Regions from separate parts of the Capsicum annuum genome. Here region 1 is linked to region 2. A link is a contact called in public Hi-C data. All regions are on one chromosome and are shown on one strand. Each heading gives the region's core, a stretch centred on a gene start, on an enhancer-like site or on the middle of the called end of the contact. The rest is flanking DNA. Distances are from core to core; before and after follow the strand shown. Region 1 has its middle 9.9 kb from the start of LOC107863994. Region 2 holds the start of LOC107863995 (cysteine-tryptophan domain-containing zinc finger protein 3).

Evidence for each region. Hi-C and Micro-C count contacts between places; a contact is called where the count stands out from the background.
Region 1: a contact with region 2 is called in a Hi-C map of leaf, with 5 times the contacts expected there. The contact joins the enhancer-like site here to the promoter of LOC107863995 in region 2. A contact is called at or near these places in 3 of 5 Hi-C or Micro-C datasets (bud and leaf).

What each region holds. Positions count from the first base shown.
Region 1 is chr3:32,415,155-32,418,143 of UCD10Xv1.1, reverse strand. No RefSeq gene overlaps it. Among protein-coding and RNA genes, the nearest start is that of LOC107863994, 9.9 kb to the left of the region's middle. Within about 2 kb of position 1,728, at least 3 of the 5 cell types and tissues checked have an H3K27ac peak or open chromatin away from gene starts, as enhancers often do. A contact at or near this core is called in leaf, where this site is marked.
Region 2 is chr3:32,373,758-32,376,978 of UCD10Xv1.1, reverse strand. LOC107863995 (cysteine-tryptophan domain-containing zinc finger protein 3) reads left to right here and starts at 1,602. Exons shown (of 14, transcript XM_016710227.2): 1 at 1,602-2,227. The coding sequence starts at 2,042.

The sequences.
Region 1 (2,989 bases), core at 479-2,978, 41 kb before region 2:
TATCTCGCCGATGGCTCGGGCCCCCCTCCCCTGGAAGGAGGCCTTCTGGGAAATGTTAGGAGGTGCGCTATCGTCCTGCCCCAGCCCCTAGTTTAGCCCGCTCTTTGGTTTAGGATGGATCTAGACTGGACTAAGCTTCAAGATCTAATTACGGACTGGAAGTAAAAATACCGTAAAAATGGCTTCTTTCTTTGTGGACTCTTTTGTAATAACTTGATGATCTGAACCAACAAGAGATATTACGTTCTACCCTCTACTTCGAGCCCGGCCGAGAGTGAGCTTCCCGATAGTCTCTTCCTTCCTAGAAATTGAACTCTAACTATCAAACTCGTCCCATCTCCTTACTCGTGATATCTGAGATAGCTCCGTAAACTAATAACTTCTAATAGACGAGGGAAGAATAGACTCATATGAAAGTTCCCCAAAAAAAAACGATTGCTGTTGAATCAGCTGTGAAATACGTTCTTGCTCACGAATCTGCTGTTCTAGCTTAGACAAGACTATCTGCTTCGAGAAAATAGGGGTCCCAAATGAGAGAAGAATAAGACAGGCCATCCTTTGACTAGTTTGTAGTTTTTTCTGGGGAATTTATGTGTCAACGAAATTTCACTCATAAGTAGGTTCCCATCGTGATCTAAGTTTCATTTCCCATCAAGAGGTTATGATACTGATAAAGAGTGTTATTCTTCTCCTTGGATTATGAAATAATTCAATAGCAAAAATGTACACTCTTTTTGTGTAGTTGTAAGGTGGACAAGTAAGGTGACGAAGGGAGGAAAAAAATTATTTTTAGTACTAGAGTTGAGTAAAATAAAAGTGAGGGAGCACTTTTCCACTTCCTCAACAATGTCCCATAAGAGGTTACATCTTGTTAATTGGTCTACTATAACGTATCTGAAAAAATATTGAGGCTTAGGAATTCAAAGCCTAGCTATGAAACATCAAGCTCTGCTGGCTTCTTCCGCTTGGACAACTCCATATGGGCATCTATGTTTCCATCTATCTTCGACTTCAATGTATACATCTGCAATTTGGAAAAAACTTCAAAAAATAGGTTGGAAATGCTGTCAAAAAGGCCTCATATGGCACCCCGCGAATGGGAAATTCATCAATTTCTGGTACCAGCCTTGGATAAAGGCCTGCGTTCCCTCATCTACGATCCGTTGCCAAAAATATTCACGATTACCTTTTCAATAATTCATGGAATTCCCTGAGCTGATTTGAAACCAAATCACTGTTGTACACTTTCCTACGTACTGTAATACATATGATCCTATTAAATGGGGCCTTACTAATATGGGTAGATTTACAGTTCAATCATGCTACAATTACATGTCCCTGAAAAACAACGAGTCTAAGGATCCAGGTGGTCTCATGTGGATCTGGAAACTTAATATCCTCACAAAACTAAAGCTTTTTCTTTGGTTACTAGTGCTCAACCAGCGGCGGAGCCACCTGAACACCCTTCGTGGAAAAAATTTTCGAGTATATAGGTTAAATATAGATATTTAAGGTTATATACATGTTGCACATCCTTGACAAGCTAGAGAAGCATAGTCCATTCTACATCAACAACCCGGGTTCGAACCTTGACAGGTGCAGCAGTGCTTTATTTTCCGCTTACGCAATTTTGGGAAAAACTAACTATTAACACGGGTTATTGTTTGCTACCCCGCCACCTGAGGACTCTTTCATTTCTTTTACAAAATGGATAAAAAATGTTGTAACTCATCATCACAAATCTCTCCCTTCAACCTTACCACTGGAGGTCCTCATACCCCAACTGCCTATGTGATACATGAAACTATCGCAATAAACATCTTTTTGATAGGCAACATGGCGCCCCATCCTCAGCTTTTGCTTTAAATTTAGCGTCTCAATTGTGGTTCCTCGCAGGGGATTCACATGTCAAAACGAAATCCCTTTACGTACCCTCTATGTTAAGTGGAACCCCCCAAAAGATGATCACCTTATGTTGAACACTGACGCAACCTTATGTCCAAATACAAGTCTTGGGGGTTTAGGGGGAGTTTCTCCAAACAGAATAGGTGATTGGGTTATGGGACTCACTGCATACACTTTTGCACAAGATATTTATCATCTTGAACTCTTGGCTTTATTTATAGGTTTGCAGCTTGCAATGGAGCATGAACTAAAGCCTTTAGAGATAAACGTGGATGCTGACCATTTAATTACTTTGTTTAACTATTCAGATACTAATAGTGCACTACTTTCTGATAGTAGGTTCCTTCTCTGACAGCTGGGTAATCCGACGCTTATCCGTATATACAGAGAGCATAATAGACTAGCAGATAGTCTAGCAAGGAAAGCCATCTCCACTGCACGACCATCCATCTTGTCGAATAACTCAGTCAGGGCTACTACTAGCTGCCTCCTCAGGACTTATTAAACAATTTGCATGCTGATAAGAGAGGAGGCATAGTTACTAAGCATGTTAAGTCGTTAGGAAGTTTGTCGTCCAATGCTTTTGTAAATTTATCTACTAGTCTATAGTTTTGTTATGATGCTATAATATACGTATCCCTATTACCAAAAAAACAAAAAGTAAATGTCAAACATTGTGTTTTTACTCTCTTTTTCAAATTATTTGTCGAGTTTTATTTTTACATTGTGTTTTAACTTTCTTTTTCAAATTATTTGTCGAGTTTCATTTTTACGTGTTCTATAAAAGAATATTAGTACTAATTAAAAAGGATTTTGACTATTTCCCTTCTATTTATATTTCAAAATTCATTTCTCTTTATTAATTTTCTTTTATTTATGTATCATCACTCTATAATTGAAATATTTATTGCTATTTAAAACAACTATTATTAAAAAAAAAATAAAAAATACTATTTGAAAATTTTTAAAAAATTAAAATGGTTTCATTTTATCAGCTACTCAAAAATATATGAAAATTATTTCTTGGTTAAAAAGAAGGCAAATAACATAAACTCCAACAATTTGCTACCTAATTACACTCTTT
Region 2 (3,221 bases), core at 353-2,852:
ACTTACTTTTTTAATTTAAATTTTTCATTTTGTATAGCATTAATTTTGTAAATTTTACAAATTGTTAAAGATATTTAAATTAAAATTGAAAATTTATTATGTTTGTGTATGTGAATTTATAGTTAAAATTTTAAATTAATTGGAGAAAATTTCAATTATTTGAAATAAATTTGATGTTTAATTAAATTTTTTGTGTTTGTGTATTAGAATTTATAGTTGAAAATTTAAATTTGAAATTGTTAAAGATATTCAAATTTTAAAATCAAAAATTCATTATATTTGTATATATGAATTTATAGTTAAAAATTTAAATTATTTGGAGAAGAATTTTGATTATTCGAAATGAATTTGATATTTAATTTGTGAGCAAAAATAAAAACATGATTATTCAAATATTTCTACAATTTATAATTTTTTCTTATTTAATTAAATTAATTTTAATATTTAATTTATTATGTAGCAATAAAAAATAACTTGAAATTACATGCAATACTTGAAAATGATGTGGCAGCTGATGTGGCAGTCGTGACAGCTGACGTGGGGAGAGTGTGTTACACTCACCAAAAAAGTGTTTAAAATATTGCTTTTTAATGAGTTTAAGGATTCAGATGACAAACGTGTAAGTAGAAGTGTTCAACTTACAAAACCGATATAGTGCAGGGGTCCACTGAGCCATTTTGCCAATATGTTATTATCTTCATGTAGCATTATCATTTTACTAGCTCGTTGAATTTATTCCAGAAACTCTATCCTCTCCCAGAATATAATTGAATATATTATCATTGTTGCCATCTTTATGTTGCACAATCATTTTACTAACTCGTTAAATTTATTTCAGAAACTCTATCCCCTCTCAGAATGTTATTGAATATGTTATTATTGTTATTATATTAATGTTATTATTGTTATTATCTTTACGTAGCACAATCATTTTACTAGCTCGTTAAATTTATTCAGAAATTCTATCCTCTCCCCAAATGTCACTGAATATACTATTATTGTTATTATCTTTACGTAGCACAATCATTTTACTAGCTCGTTAAATTTATTCCAAAAACTCTATTCTCTCCCAGAATGTTACATAATATGTTATTATTGTTATTATCTTTATGTAGCACAATTATTTTACTAGCTCGTTAAATTTATTCCAGAAACTCTATCCTTTCCCAGAATGTTCCTGAATATGTTATTATTGTTATTATCTTTATGTAGCACAATTATTTTATTAGCTTATTAAATTTATTTCAGAAACTCTATCTCTCTCAAAATATTACCGAATATGTTATTATTATTGTTATCTATATGTAACATAATTATTTTACTACCTCATTATATTTATTTCAGAAATTCTATTCTCTCTCAAAATATTACTAAATATTTTATTATTATTATTATTTTTATGTAGTATAATCATTTTACTAGCTCCTTAAATATATTCATAAAGTTTTCAAAATAATTCTTCAATTTGGATCAGATTATATAGTACTCCAGGTGTATCTGTTAGGTCATATGGGTGTGTTTCTATCTGTCAAATGCATATATCATAATATAAATACTACTTATATTATTCCATTAATTTATATAACTTTTACAAGGAAAAAAAAAATAAGCAAAACAAAAAACGCAAAATAAACGCGGCTGGTAATACACCAAAACCAGAGTCTTTCTCTTTCTTCATTTTCTCTCTCTAAATGCTCGTAGTTTTTGAGCTTTACAAAGATCTTAGTAAGGGCGATCCAAGTTTTTAATTTCCAGAAAAATCTTAAATTAGCTTTAATAAATCCATAATCAGTTTTTCTTTTTGTTTTGATTTAATAATATTTTTTTGATTATTTTTTTTTAAAATTACAATTGACGTCAGTTGTGTTGGTAATTTTTTGCTGTTTTTTTTTTTTTTTTTTTTTGCGATCTCGATGAGTTGAGTTGAAGAGTTTTGGAACATTGATAAATTGGTGGAGAATTTTGTGGGTTGTTAAGACAAAGTATATAGGTTTTTGTGGGTGTGAAAAGTGAAAATTTGTTGATTTTTTTTTTTATTTGAATGATTTCTATTGGGAGTAGTAGAGATGGAAGGAAGGGGATAGGCTTAGGGTTTGATGGTGGAAGAAGAGAAATGATTATGGAAGAAACTGAGCTTGAAGAAGGAGAGGCTTACAGTTATGACGACAACAACAACAATGATGATGATGATTCAACCATTGACCCTGATGTTTCTCTATCTTACCTTGTGAGTTACTTTTTCATGTTATGTTCTTAGTGTTGATCATAGTTGTGGATTTATAATTGAGATCGAAGCCATACTCTGTTTGATAGTAATTGGTGCATTTTTGTGTATGGACTTTTCTAGTTTGTTAGCATGTAGTTTTGTATACTTATGTTATGTATCTGCTATAGTGGTTGCTCGATATAATTGACTGTTCAAAATTAAATTTTAATCAGAGACCTTCTCATGTATAAGAGAAACTTGATAAGGAAATGGATTAAACAGTTTAAGATTAAACTTTGATAAAAGGAAATGGATTAAACAGTTTAAGATTAAACTTTGATAAGAGTTTTTTTTCTTGTCTAAGAGAAAAGCTTGATAAGGTAAAAGAAAAAGAATGTTGTTAAACCTAATGAATAATTGACAAAAATATGGATTTACAATTGGGATCAAAGCATTTAAGTTTTGAATTATGGTGCGCACTCTATTTGATTGTAATTGGTTGATTTTGTGTATTAACTTTTCTACTCTGCTAGCATTTAGTGTTGTATTGTGTGTCTTTTGTTGCGGTAACTCGATATAATTGACTGTCTAAAACCAAATTTTAAATTTTAATAAAGGTCAAATGGATTTACGAGCCAAAATCAAACTCCAATAAGAGGTCTTCTCATGTGTAACAGAAAAACATGATAAGGAAATGGAAAAGGAAAAGGAAAAGGAATGTTGTTAGACCTCATGAATAAGTGATGTTTCTCTATCTTACCTTGTGAGTTTCTTCTTTATTATTATTTTTTTGTATTTAATGTTGATCGCAGTTATGGTTTTATAAGTGGGATCGAAGAATTCTTAGTTTTGGATTATGGCGTGCACTCTGATTGATTGTAATTGGTTCGTTTTGTGTATTGACTTTTCTACTTGCTAGCATTTACTGTTGTGTTGTGTATCTCCAGTAGCAGTAGAGGCTGCTCGATATAATTGACTTTCTAAAATTGATTTTTAATAAGAGGCATTCTCATGT